Linked DNA regions of Astyanax mexicanus: region 1 is linked to region 2. A link is a contact called in public Hi-C data. All regions are on one chromosome and are shown on one strand. The core of a region is the stretch at or near the end of the contact, and the rest is flanking DNA. Distances in the headings are between cores, read along the strand shown.

Region 1 (6,377 bases), core at 3,041-5,540, 40 kb before region 2:
GGAACCACAGTAAAGATATTGTAAAAAAAGGTACAGAATCCACAATATAGATAATTTTTTTTCTCTCAAAATAATGGTCTAAACAGTTATTGGGTTCAACTTGCTGTGGTTTGAGTTATATTACTGTAATATTACTGTTATATTACAGTAATATTACTGGTAATGAATTGCAAAGACGGTTCTTTATAAACACATTTGAACTGTTCTAATGAATGACAATATCCACCAACAACCGTTTATCTTACTTTTGGGAGAAATTAGTACTTTGTTTACTAATATAGGTAATTTTGTTTCAAATGTTTTCATAATTGAAAAAAATATATAAATCTAAATAAAGCATTTTTTTTAAATCAGTGAATAAAATAAATAAATAAATACATAATAAAAAGTGATTTTTCCCAAAAAGGATAAATGGTTTATGCATGGTTATTTATTGGAAGGGGTCAATAATTAAAATCTTATTTTAAGAGCCAAAAGTGACTATTTAAAGGCAGCGCTCCCAAGACCCACTTTTGAATGATGTGATATACTGGTAATGTTCAATTAATATTTCATAATTTCTGTACTCTCTGCAACTGTGTAAGTTAACTTAAAGCATAAAATATTTTCTCATATGAAAGCAATCAGTTCTACTGATTCCAACATTGAATGATTGTCAAAAGTGAATGGGAAAGGTTATTGTAAATGAAAGTAAGTTGCCACTACTGCATCTAACCACTAGGTGGAGTAATTCCATATGTTTTGTTTCTAAATTAAACTGTAAATAAATCAATGCTTGTGTGATTGGGCGTCTTGAGTTAATATGTGCAATTACTGCATAACCCTGTCCCTGTTTAAATTTTTACTTTAAACCCAGTGAATAATTAATTGATTTCAATTGCTTCTGTAAGAAATGGATGACATGCAGCTGAGAAGTGAGAAATTCAGGTTTAGAATGCTCCATCATTCTGAGCTACATTGTAAACATTGCATAGTACAGACAATAATAATAAAAAAAATGGAACACCTTTTGATGCTGTATAAAATATAACAAAAAGTAAAGAACAGTATACAAGTGTTGTTGCTTGTAAATAAACACGATTTAAACAGATTTAATCCTTTAAGCATTCAAGTGGTTCATTGATTTGAAGTGGCTATATCACTGTTGTTTTTTAGTAAAGAACATTTTCTAAAATTGCTCAAGTAAATGGGTTAGGAATTGCTATCATGTCCCATGAGTCCTGCCTTGAACAGCGATCTGAATTCTGCTGTTCAGATGGATAATTCTAGCCAGATGCTGCCAGTCACAATTATTACCACCCACTGCCCTATCCACTGTGGGTTGTGGTAATGTCTTCTATGAGGTATTCTGAGCATACAGATGACACTGTGGATTGAGGAATTTTAAATGCCTGCAGAACTTCTGGAATGGAATGTCCCATCCATGCCCAAACTAAAATGATTTACACTGTTGTACCATGAGTATGCTGGCCAGTGTAAAACCTCACTTACGAGATATCACTTCACAGCTTATGATATTGTTGTAATGATGCACTGGCTGTAATACATAAAATAGCATCTCCAGGCCTACTTGTAACTTTGTAATGCTGCGTAACCCTGTTTGTAGTGATATTTGTGTAATATTTTTTAATTAAACAGACAAATGCAGTTACACTTTCATGAGCCAGAGGAGCTAGATTAGACAATACAAAACATTTAGTGGTTTGTTAAATTGTTGTAGATGTATGTGGTGTGTAGTGATGCCAAGCAGAAAGATTTTGTTAAATTTGAAAGATAATAGACATTTTACCTATTATTATGTATAATTAGACAGTATTCTACAGTAGATATAATAATAATATGTTAATTATAATGATGTAGAACTGAATGAATAATGAATGAATAGTATGAAACTATTGGAGCAAAGCTGTAACTGCAGTGACCCCATAGTTCTGCACTAATAAGACTATTTAACCTCACGTTTAGCCTTACATTCAGGTCACACATTGAGCTTAGTCATGCTAATGCTGAGAACTATGGCTCACATGCTTGTAGCAGTCAGTCTGAGTACAGCTACAAGATTTCTGTGAATAGAGATATTGTTCATTTAGAGATTCGACTGTGCAGAAAAAAATTTAGATTATACAACATGATGTTTTACATCACACATTACACAAAACTTGAAAGAATTTATCCTTTCATCCCTGAAAGCCAGACAAATGAAATTCAGAAAATGGTCAGACGGTGCTGTTTTGAATAAGCCATCAGAGACAATTCACTCATAAAAGGGATCAAGTCAACTCGAGTCAAAAACAATTTAAGTAATTTGGGAAGAACAATAAGTTTCAGTAAATGTTTTAAACATTCAGAAAAAAATGAAAAAAGGGGAAGATAGATGAAGATTACATCGTTGCTTTTAAAATAGGTAAAAATCCTTCCTCTTTATATACAACTTTTTTGTAAGATTGTAAGACATGTCCTCTTTATATTTATGGTGGACTGCACTTGATAACTCCAAACTCCTACTACAAAAATAAAAATACACATACATGTTTGGGCACTCTGTATTTTCAGCAGATCCAAATACACAGATACTCTGTCATTCATAAAATAATAATCATGATATCATGATGGTGACCAAGAAGGAGTTCAGAACGCAGCTTACTTATTTATTTAACGTTGAAATTTGGATTAAATCTCATAACTAACACCCTCTCCTCTTCTCTGAGCCCCTCCCTCTGTCTCTCTCTCTCTCTCTCTCTCTCTCTCTCTCTCACACTCACACACTGTTCCTGCTTCTGTGAGGCATACGTTTGCCATATTTTATATTTTCTCTACTACCTTTTTAATCCACCTGTTTTTCTGTTGAAGTTAAAACTTCTTAACAATAGAAGTTTTACAGTGTGAACTGAGAGCTGCAGTGTGGTAGCGATAATTTCCTCCATTAACTGGCTGAATTTATTACTATAGAGAGAAAAAGATCCTTAACAATGGGACCCTGTCCTTGTTCCTTTTTTATATTGTACACTGATGCTTTTTGAAATCCAACTGGTACTTCAACATAGTTCAAAAGGGACAATCTATATTTAAAAAACACATAATTAACCAAATATTCTAGTGAATCTCAAAAAAATTTTATATCGTTAAATAAGTTACTTTATTTTAGTAATTCAGATCAAAATGAAAAACTCATAATTTATATAGTTGTATCACACACAGAGTGATCTATTTTAAGCATTTATTTATTTTATTATTGATGATTATGGCTTACAGCCAATGAAAACCCAAAAGTCAGTATCTCCACAATTTTTTATATTATATAAGATCAATTGGTACTTTTGTCAGTGTGCCAATTCTGCTGGAAAATGAAATCTGGACCTCCATAAAAGTTGTCAGCAGAGGGAAGAATGAAGTGCTGAAGATTTTCTGGGAAAACACTGCACAGACTTTGGACTTGATAGAAGACAGTGGACCAACACCAGCAGATGACATGACTCTCCAAACCATCACTGACCATCAGTAAATTTTGCATTTCATTTGTAAATCAAGGAACCAGAGTCTGGAGGAAGAGTGGAGAGACACACTTCTGCTTGAGGTCTAGTGTGAAGTTTCCACAATCAGTGATGGTTTGGAGAGACATGTCATCTGCTGGTGTTGGTCCACTGTGTCCAAAGTCAGTGTAGTGTTTTGTTGGGTATATGGTTGAGTAAAATGAACATTGTTGTTTTGTTCTATAAACTACGGACAACATTTCTCCCTAATTCCAAATAGAAATATTGTCATTTAGAGCATTTATTTGCAGAAAATGAAAAATTACTTAAATAATAAAAAGATCAAGAGCTTTCAGACCTCAAATCATGCAACAAAAAAAGATCATAATCATACAGGTTTAAGAGTTCAGAAATCAATATTTAGTGGAATAACCCTGGTTTTAATCACAGTTTTTATGCATCTTGGCATGTTCTCCTTCACCAGTCTTACACACTGCTTTTGGATAACTATATGCCACTCCTGGTGCAGAATTTCAAGCAGTTCAGCTTGGTTTGATGGCTTGTGATCATCCATCTTCCTCTTGATTATATTCCAGAGGTTTTCAATTTGGTAAAAACAAAGAAAGCCATAATTTCTAAGTGGTCTCTTATTATTATTTTTTCAGAGCTGTATATACACTAATGTTTATATAAGAGTAGCTAGTGTTGGGGGGCTGGTAGGAGGTCTGGAGGTGCTGCTGCTGGTGGTCTGCTGTAGAGGAAAGGTTGGTGCTGGAGGTGCTGGAGGTGCCATAGTTACAGCAGGGAGGGGGAGGAGCTGCTCCAGCTGTCTGATTTTAACCCAGCAGCTCCGCGCACACAGCGGGGCTACGCTAACACACGAGCCGGGAGGAGCAGCAGGGCAGCCGGAGGACCTCGCTTTGGGAGGAGACGCAGAGCCGCGGGGCGTTTCAGCGTTACTGCTGCGGCCGCTTGTTGAGCGCCGGCACGGGGAGGCGGCGGCGGAGTCTCTCCCAGACCCGGTCAGTCCGCCCGGGAACCGGGGGAACAAAAGGTGGGAGAGAGAGAGCGGAGTACTGTCCCTCATCAGAGGGGGAAGGTAAGACCCTGCAGGACCTGCTGCTGCTGCTGCTGCCCTGAGATACAGGAGCTGTAGCCCACCTTTACACCACCGCTCAGAGACACTGAACCCGCCGCTCCCTTCAGCCATTTTACTCCCAGACAGAGTGTTCGGAAAGTTTAGAGGATGAAGTTTTGTTCCTTATTCCAATTTTTTCGCTCCACCTTAAATGGTACAGCGGTTTCAGACCGTAGTGCGAGCAGCCACCGTAGTCTAACCGCTGAGCGATTTAAGGTGGACCGAAAAATCAACACGAGAATTCGAGCTCCGGTTTAAAGTTGTCGAGCTAATGTTTTTACTTCTCTTACTGTAAAACTGGAGCTTTTCCTTCACAGTTTCATTATTAAACTCAGTTAAAGGTCAGATCATTCCCGCCACATATTTATTTTCTCTTTATTATTTAGCTACATTAATCTCATCTCATTATTTTCATAACAACGACAGTATATTGAGCTGCTATCTCATGATTTTGAGATACTAATTCAACACTTTGAGATACTAATTATTTTGAGATACTAGGGCATATGTTTGAGATGCTTTCTCGTCATTTTGAGATATTATCTTATTCTATTCAAATTCTATCTCAGATCAAGATGCAAAGTCACAATTTTAGGATTCTGTCTCATTGTTTTGAGATATTTGGTTCTCATTTTGTGATGCTATCTCGTCATTGATATATGCTATATCATGATTTTGAGATCTTATCTCATCATTTTGAGATACTAAGTCATTATTTTGAGATCTTATCTGAACATTTTGAGATCTTATCTGAACATTTTGCGATCTTATCTCTTCATTTTGAGATACTAAGTCATCATTTTGAGACCTTATGTCATCATTTTAGGATATTAAGTCATAATTTGTATCTGATCATTTTGAGATATAAAGTCATAATTTCTCATTTTGAGATACTAAATCATTTTAAGATCTTATCTTATCATTTTTAAATCTTATAATTTTGACATCTTATCTCATCATTTTGAGATGCTATGTCATCATTTTACAATTCTATCTTATTATTTTGAGATACTAGGTTGTAATTTTGAGGTAATGGTATACAGAAGCCACTGATTATTGTTTTTATACCAAATGAAAAAAGAAAAAAATCTAATAATGACTTTGTGTCTCAACATCATAAGATCTCAAAATAATGGAATATTATCTGAAAATGACTTAATAATAAAACTTATGTGCTAGATTTTTTTCCCCCCATACAATTACGGTAGCTATATAGTGGCACAAAATATGATTAAAATTGAGGTATTACCTAACCTGACATTGGTAGCGTTCCACGTTCCTGTAACTAATTTTTTCCCTTATCCCCTCACAGTTATGGTCCACACAGAGATGAAGGCTTTGGAGCTCGTCCCAAGACCTTAAATGCGAATTGATGAGCAGAGGGTGACAGGCTGGCGAAGGCGAAGGAAGAAGCGGAGCTGTGCGGCGTGGCTGTGGAGGAGAGCTGGGTGGAGATGATGTCTTTGTGGATGATTTTACCCGTCAGCCTCCCAGCCCTTACCATCACAGGGATATGGGTCGTGTGAGTGCTCCTGTCTATTCTCCTCAGCGTCATACAAGTATTACATTTTTACCTCCTAGGATACAAAGGAAGCAAGGGTTTGCGTGTTCAGATTTATCAGACCTGGCACCCCAAATTAATTTACATTAAATTAAGCCAGCAGCCCAAATTAGATTACATTCAGTTTCTTCATTTTACCTGCAATCATTTTGTGCCTAATAAAGCGAAATGTAACATTACTTGATAAGTTAATGTTTTTATCAATATG
Region 2 (7,014 bases), core at 2,552-5,051:
TAAAACCATCACTTTTCCTTTACCCTCTCTGTCTCACTCTTTTTTTATTGCTCTTTTTCTATCTTCTCTCTTGAGCTCCAGTTTTTGTTAAAGTGTGTGTGTGGTCTCCTATAAACATGTGTCTACACAGTTTCAGCCCACCGTTTAATGTTTAATCATTCTGTGCTGGTTGAATAACCCATGTGTATATTCTTATGGGAAGTTGCCATAGCATGACTACTGTGTGTGTGTGTCTGTGTGTGTGTCTGTGTGTGTGTGTGTTGGGCTCCCTTTTTATTGCTAGCGTGTAGTTGGTGACATTTACAGCCTGCCAAAGCAAACCTAAGATTTCACCTACCAGTGTGTGGAGCACTTTCTCTCCTGTTTTCCCATGGCCTCCCAGGAAAAAGTACTAAAGGAAAGCCAGGCTTGTAGAGATAAATGCACACAGTGACCTGTTTTCTGTAACATAGTTCTTCTTGCTTGGATTTCAGCATAAATCATTAATCGCACAATTGTTTTACTCGCCTTTTACAAGGTCCTGATGATTAATCATCTAGTACTGCAGCATGGCATTTTCAGCATGGCATTTTCAGGGATCTGACTTGAGCAATACACAACAGCTATCTGCTATATGAGCGGTCTGCTGCTGTTTAAATGACATTATCTACGCTAATGGTCTAGACGAGGTCATCCTGATGTGTGTGTGTGTGTGTGTGTTTGAGTTGCTGTCTGCTACTTAGTTGCTGTATAGCAGAGTTTGCTGCAGAGACAGATTTAAGAGGCTTATCTGTAACCAGGTCTGGTGTTCAAAAAATCCCACATTAAAGCAAGTCTGCTCGATCCCCACCACCACCCCCCAACCCCACTAATTGGCCACTCTGAGACTGAACTGCATATGAAAATAACCTGCACACATGGACTTACGTAACTAGTCTCTCTTTCCTTTTTTTCATAGTTGTCACATTTTTTTTTACACTGTACTTTGCAATTTGATACAGTTTAGCTTTTGATTTAATGGCAGATTAAACTACACGGTAGTAACCAACAGTCGTAAATAATGTTTTAGAGCAGGGGTGTCAAACTCATTTTATCAAGGGCCACATCGTCATAATGGCTGTCCTTAAAGTGCCAGATGTTACTTATAAATGTAACAAAATGTAACCAAATGTAATATAAACTGAATGTAACTACTCCTTAATATTTAATAACTCTGAATGTATTACTTATTCAATTAAAACATTACAGTTGCATGGAAAAAATGTTTGCTTGTTGCTCTGTTAACATAAATCCTTTTAATTAGTCATGTTATAAAATCCACGTCTATCAATCAAGGATCAAACTATTCAAGCGGATAATATGTGACGGTTCATAAAGAAAACACGTACCATTACACTCCTACTAAGACTTGAATGTAAACTAAGGGACTCCAACCACCGCTCCTCTGGGCCATGTCCACCACAGGCACGACACCTGTTGGGCGGGGCACCCGCAGCAGTGGTATGTTTTATTTTGTGCTTTTTTTTTATTGAAGGGGTAATCAAAATGCAATTCGTCAAACTTAAAGCTTGAAATGCTGTATTAGAATTGAACACTTTCTCTTATAAAGTGCAGTTAATTAAATCTTAATTGAAATATGTTTGTGTGCAACAACAAACGTTTTAAATATAAACTAAATAAGTTGAGAATATAACTTTTTTATGTGCAAAACTATAGGGACACTCTTTGAGCCATGGGGTAATTTTTACTTAAATTGAACAGTATTTCCTGGTGCCTTTCTTATGAGTTGAAAGGAAGTCAGATCATCCAAACAGTTAAACCTGTAAGTCTGTAGGTAACCGGTGCAGCAGCACACAGAAGAGTGGAGAGAGAGGAGGGGTTTAGTGTGAATGTGAGTGACAGACAACGGAACAAATCGTGTCCCTTATTGGTTCAATATGGGACGCAACATTTAGTTGCCCTAATTAAGACCTTTCAAGCTCTCGCGAGCCACATAAAAGGACGTGGCGGGCCATATTTGACGGGCCTTGATTTTGACACGTGGTTTAGAGTGTCTCTAATTTTTAGGTACTAAAATTACTTATTACTTACTTTTATCTAGCATAGATGGTACTGTAGGCATGGTAAAATTGTAGGTATGGGGGTTAGAAAACCCCAGTTTTGTACTGTTTTTTTTTTTTTTTTTTTTATGGGTAAAAATTTTTAATTATTTTATATTTAAAATTTTGGTTTGTCAGATAATACAACAATCGCAAACTTACTCTAGTCTGTCTCAATAATGGTGTTTTTTTTCCATTTTGTTTTGACGAAGATGATGTTGATTCTTTCTCTGAGTGACCTCAAAAGTCTTCAATTTAATTTCCGCATACCCTGTTTGAATCAAACCAGCAGTTTTGTTGTTGTTTTAAACTTGTTTCTCTGTGACGTGTCTTTTCCTGTTAAAACCTCTGAAACTCCACCACTTTTGGTTAATGGTCCATTAACCGCAAGCTCTTTATCAAGTCTGATCAGTACAGCCAGCAGGGGAGGAAACTTCTGCATGATCAGGTCCTGTGGCTCAGGTCACATGATTACAGTCTGCTCCATTGTACGTTGTGGCTGTGAAGTGCCTGGTCAAGGAGACACTAAAAACACTGCAGGGCCTGAGAGCGGACTGAGCCCACAACACACACTCCACACACTTTACACCTAATAATATGTGAGGGATACTGGGACCGTGTCCTCTCAGTAGAATTTTCATTTACACCTATAAGGGTGAGACATTGGAGCAGATGATGCTGAAGTAGTTTGAGTAGGATGTGCAGTAATATTGGGTGAGAGATTATGTACTCTGCTGACCTCTGCTGGTTGGGATGAAGCAACACTTAAACACTTTAAACTACTGAAACACTGAACTTGTTTAAAATGAAAAAAAAAAAAAAACAGATCACTTTTTTGTAAATAGTAGATTTAATTGTTAATCTAAATTCTTGTTGAATTGTTTAAAGGCAGGCCTGTTTAAAATGCACTGAGCTGATTGTTTTTCTCACCCTCTAGAGCTTCACACACTGCTCTGAGAATTGAGGAGTGTACATAGCTGGCAGCTACAGAAAAGCAAGTCTGTGCAAACAGTAATTACCGCTTGTGTCTTGCTGTGTTTCAGGGTAATGTTAGGGGGAAAATGTTTGTGGCTTACTTGGCAACCTTTTTTAAAGGCGTGGAAGTATGTTTTGTGCTCCTGCGTACTGTCTTAGTCTATGTTTAGACTGCAGACAAAAATGGATGTGTTTCTGTTGAGGTGACATCCACCCTGTTGTGGATCAGGTTGGATTTACATATCTCAACATTACAAACTTACAGTACTGTGATAAATGATCACCCCCCCAACTGAAATCAAGCATTTGCACTAATTTGCAATTAGTCTTTAGTCTTTAATCTCTCTGGAGGAATTTTTTTTGTCCACTCTTCTTTACAGAATTGTTTTAATTTGGCCACATAGAATTTTGAAGCTTGATCTGCATGTTAAAGTCAAGCATCACCAGATTATCTTTGTTTGACATTAAAGTTGATAATAAAAAGTATAACAAAAAAAAGCCAAAACAAAAGAAATCTGTAAGGGGCCATTTTTTTTTCTTCTTTCTCTGCACTGCGTCAGCATAGGTTTCCCATGGGTTTCTCTCAGTATGTTTGTTCACCAAATGCCGGTATGACTTTAGTGATGAAAGCTAACACTTCTTTTTTTTAATGCTTTTATTACAGGTGGATAATGCAAAGGTGCTGCACTACGTTGGGGCTGGTGTGGCTTTTCCCACGAGCATGCTGTTTGTGTGTCTCCAGTCTGCACTCACCTACCGCTTGGCTAAGACTCAGGGCGAGTATAACATGGGACACATGCGCCTCATCATGACTCTGCTGGCGTTTGTAGCCCTGGTGCTCAGTATCCTTCCACATTATAAAGATCTTGTTTGAGAAAAGGCTCAACCTTAAAGCACAGGAGAAAAATCCTGCTTTGTGTAGCTTTTATTTTTAGCCCTACTGTGATGCTTTTAATTTAAATCGGATTTTACACTTTTTTCTTTTTCTTTTTTTTATTTTTTAATAAGTGATCATAAATTGGGTATGGATCCAGTTTGTGATCATGTTACATAAATGTGAACAGTCATAGTCATAGGTAATATCTCAAGATCACAAAATCTTGGCACACAATAATGTAAAACCTGTTTTCATCCACTACAGTTATGCAAATTAACTTAAGTTGACACATGCTGTTTTTTTAGGAGCAGCATTATTGTCTTTTCAGACATTTGCAAAGTTTTTTATGACTATGGCCTTGCAGAACGAGTAGTGGCTCACACTAATAAAAGCTAAAATCTCTGTGTAACCCCAACAACATGTTCTCTTACAGCTTGATGTGTCATTGTATATTTAATAAAATCAAAAATAGGCAAAGGTATGAAAAACGTGGTGGATGGAAAAACTCATTGATGTGAGCATATGTGCCATTTCAGGGACAGATGATTTACTTTAGACAGATGCAAGTCACATACAGTGCCCTCCAAAGGAATTAGAACTGTGAGGTCAATCCCTTTATTTTTGCTGTAGACTGAAAACAGTTGAATTTTACATTAAATGACATAAAACAAATCTATATGAGACTAAAGATCAACATTTCAGCTATTATTTCCAGATACTTCCATCAGGATCTGATACACAGTTCAGAAGATGTACAAAAAAACATGTATGAGTTTAGACAGGAGGTGCTATCTTCTGAACTGTGTATCAGATCCAGTTGTTAATATGGAAATGAAAACTGAAATGTTGACATTTTGTCTTAAATTCATTCTTTTAATGTCAAACCTAAAATGTTTTCAGTCTACAGCAGAAATTAAGGGATCAACCTCACTGTTCCAATACTTGTAAAGCGAACTGTATATGTGAATGTAAACTGTCATGGTAGCTAAATCTTATCTGAGCCAAATAATTGAATTATTGAGTTTTGACCTGCCTTTTTAACAAATCTATGACCAGTTCTCTGAAGCTTCTCTTGGTTTTCAGTCTTTTGCTTGACCGCCACTACTCAACTCAGCTCAGTATTATTTGTAATAACGATGTTTTTTTGAGTAATAACTTTCCATGTATCTATTCAAATATAGCTGTACCTACTTGCTTCTCTGAGTTTTGTAAAATCTCTTGTTAATGCAGTTAATGAGTAAACAGGTTGTTTACTCTTTATAAGCCTCTGGTTTTCACTGTTGAAGCTCCTTAACTCTGCTTTCTCCAGGTGGAGTGTTTTTTGTTCAGGAGAGTTTTGTCCTGCAGCACGCCTCGGCCATCTTTGAGTGGGTTTTCTGCGTCATCATCATGCTGTTTTATGGCACATTTGCCTTCGAGTTTGCCGGCATATCCAGTAACACCATGATGGTTCTAGCCAGAGGAAGCGGTATGGGAAGCTCCAGCAGAGACCTCAAAATGGAGGCCCTCGGTGGAGCTAATCAGCACCAGCCTGAGAGCCTGTCCATGCTTTAACCCTCAGGAGAGAGAGGCACAGGACAGGCCTGCACCTGCTTCTCTCTCTCTCTCTCTGTTTCTCTCTTTTGTTCTAGCTCTATGCCTCCACATTTCTCTCAGCAGAAACATTCACTTACACATTCACACACATGTCCAACACGGGGTGCAGAGGAAAACACTACACCAGCAGAGGAAAATCAAAACCGAAACTTGATCCTGGATCTGCTGCCTTGATCTGAATTTTGCCAAAGGACTCTGCTCATGTTTTGCACATTGACTTTGTTGAGTTGACCAAATCGTTGTCCCTTCAGTAGTCAGTTCCTCATCAGCGTCGGACTCTGAAGACCCGTTAGTGAAGAGGTTTAAGGGTGGGAAGCAGGAGTGTTATCAAGATTAGATGGATATATGGAGGTAGTGTGTGTTCAAAGATTTGCAGGCTGGTCCTTTATGCAGCTAAATTGGTGACAGTCACCCAAACATGCATGTCTACATCCATAGCTGAGCTTTGAGATGACCTGTGCCAATTTTACACGTTTCAAAACATTAAGAAGACCTAAAATGTTTAACCAATGCAAACCTATGAACTTAATATTTGCCTTTTGTATTCATCCAGTGCTGTTTAAGCCACATTGCCTACACCTCTGCTGTATTGTTTCAATGTTTGGCTTTGCCTCTATTGAAGCATTGCACCTTCACCTTCAGGGGGCTATCGTTACCGTTGTGCCTTATGAAACGGGGCCAAGAAAAACTGTTTAAACAACATAAAGATAAATAATGTTTAACTCTGTTTATCAGACCACCAAGGGAACACAGTCGACTGTGTTCAGCTGTTCTGTTCAGTGTATATATTTAAAGTGTACTTTTATACTACATATATCATTAAAGAGCTGTCTTTTAGGCCAACGTGGTCGTTGTTACACTAATGTAAAGCAAAGTCAGATTTTTGCTTTATTTTGACCTGTCGTTAATGTCTTTATGTAAATGTGGTAATGTACTCTCTCCTCTTTGTTGTAAAGGGTTGTATTGTCAGAGGTTTGTTGGGAGATGGTTGTCTTGTTTACATCTTTATATCAGTCTGCTAAAAAAAATGGGATCTGCATCATATCCACTTTTCTAACAAAAGGTCGGATTCAGCTTGACTGACGCATCATCTTTAGTCTTGCAGGCTGCCTCATTGGACCACTCCATCAGTCGGTCTGGCTTCCCCGTCCCATAGCGAATAATTTATGCACACAGATGCAGAATCGATATTGATATTGCGTTTCGGCCATTTTTTTGTTTTTTTATGTGTGTAAACCTTATTTTGTGCTTAATTTCCCCTGCCCCATCACAAATGTAGCATCGATTTTGATACTGATATTGATTTTGATACTGATATTGATTTTTTTTTTTTTTTTTTTTTTGGTGAGTGTGTACACCTCATTATGTGCTTAATTTTATTTACCAACAGTTCTGTATTTGGATCTTTAGAAATGCCTCCCAGATCTGTTAATAAGGGTGATAAAAAAAAACTTAACAGGGAATTTTACCAGATTTACCAAATTAGTT

What was found. Hi-C and Micro-C count contacts between places; a contact is called where the count stands out from the background.
Region 1: a contact with region 2 is called in a Hi-C map of muscle, with 11 times the contacts expected there. The contact joins the promoter of zgc:154058 here to the enhancer-like site in region 2. A contact is called at or near these places in 2 of 3 Hi-C or Micro-C datasets (both in muscle).

The regions. Positions count from the first base shown.
Region 1 is chr7:28,278,980-28,285,356 of AstMex3_surface, reverse strand. zgc:154058 (Frag1/DRAM/Sfk1 family protein) reads left to right here and starts at 4,290. Exons shown (of 8, transcript XM_007237749.4): 1 at 4,290-4,569; 2 at 5,921-6,130. The coding sequence starts at 6,063. It overlaps ftr14l (finTRIM family, member 14-like), which reads left to right. Exons shown (of 6, transcript XM_007237750.4): 6 at 1-783. The coding sequence ends at 24.
Region 2 is chr7:28,237,423-28,244,436 of AstMex3_surface, reverse strand. zgc:154058 (Frag1/DRAM/Sfk1 family protein) reads left to right here. Exons shown (of 8, transcript XM_007237749.4): 7 at 3,718-3,895; 8 at 5,240-7,014. The coding sequence ends at 5,484. Among protein-coding and RNA genes, the nearest start is that of mat1a, 18 kb to the right of the region's middle. Within about 2 kb of position 3,801, the one cell type or tissue checked has an H3K27ac peak away from gene starts, as active enhancers do.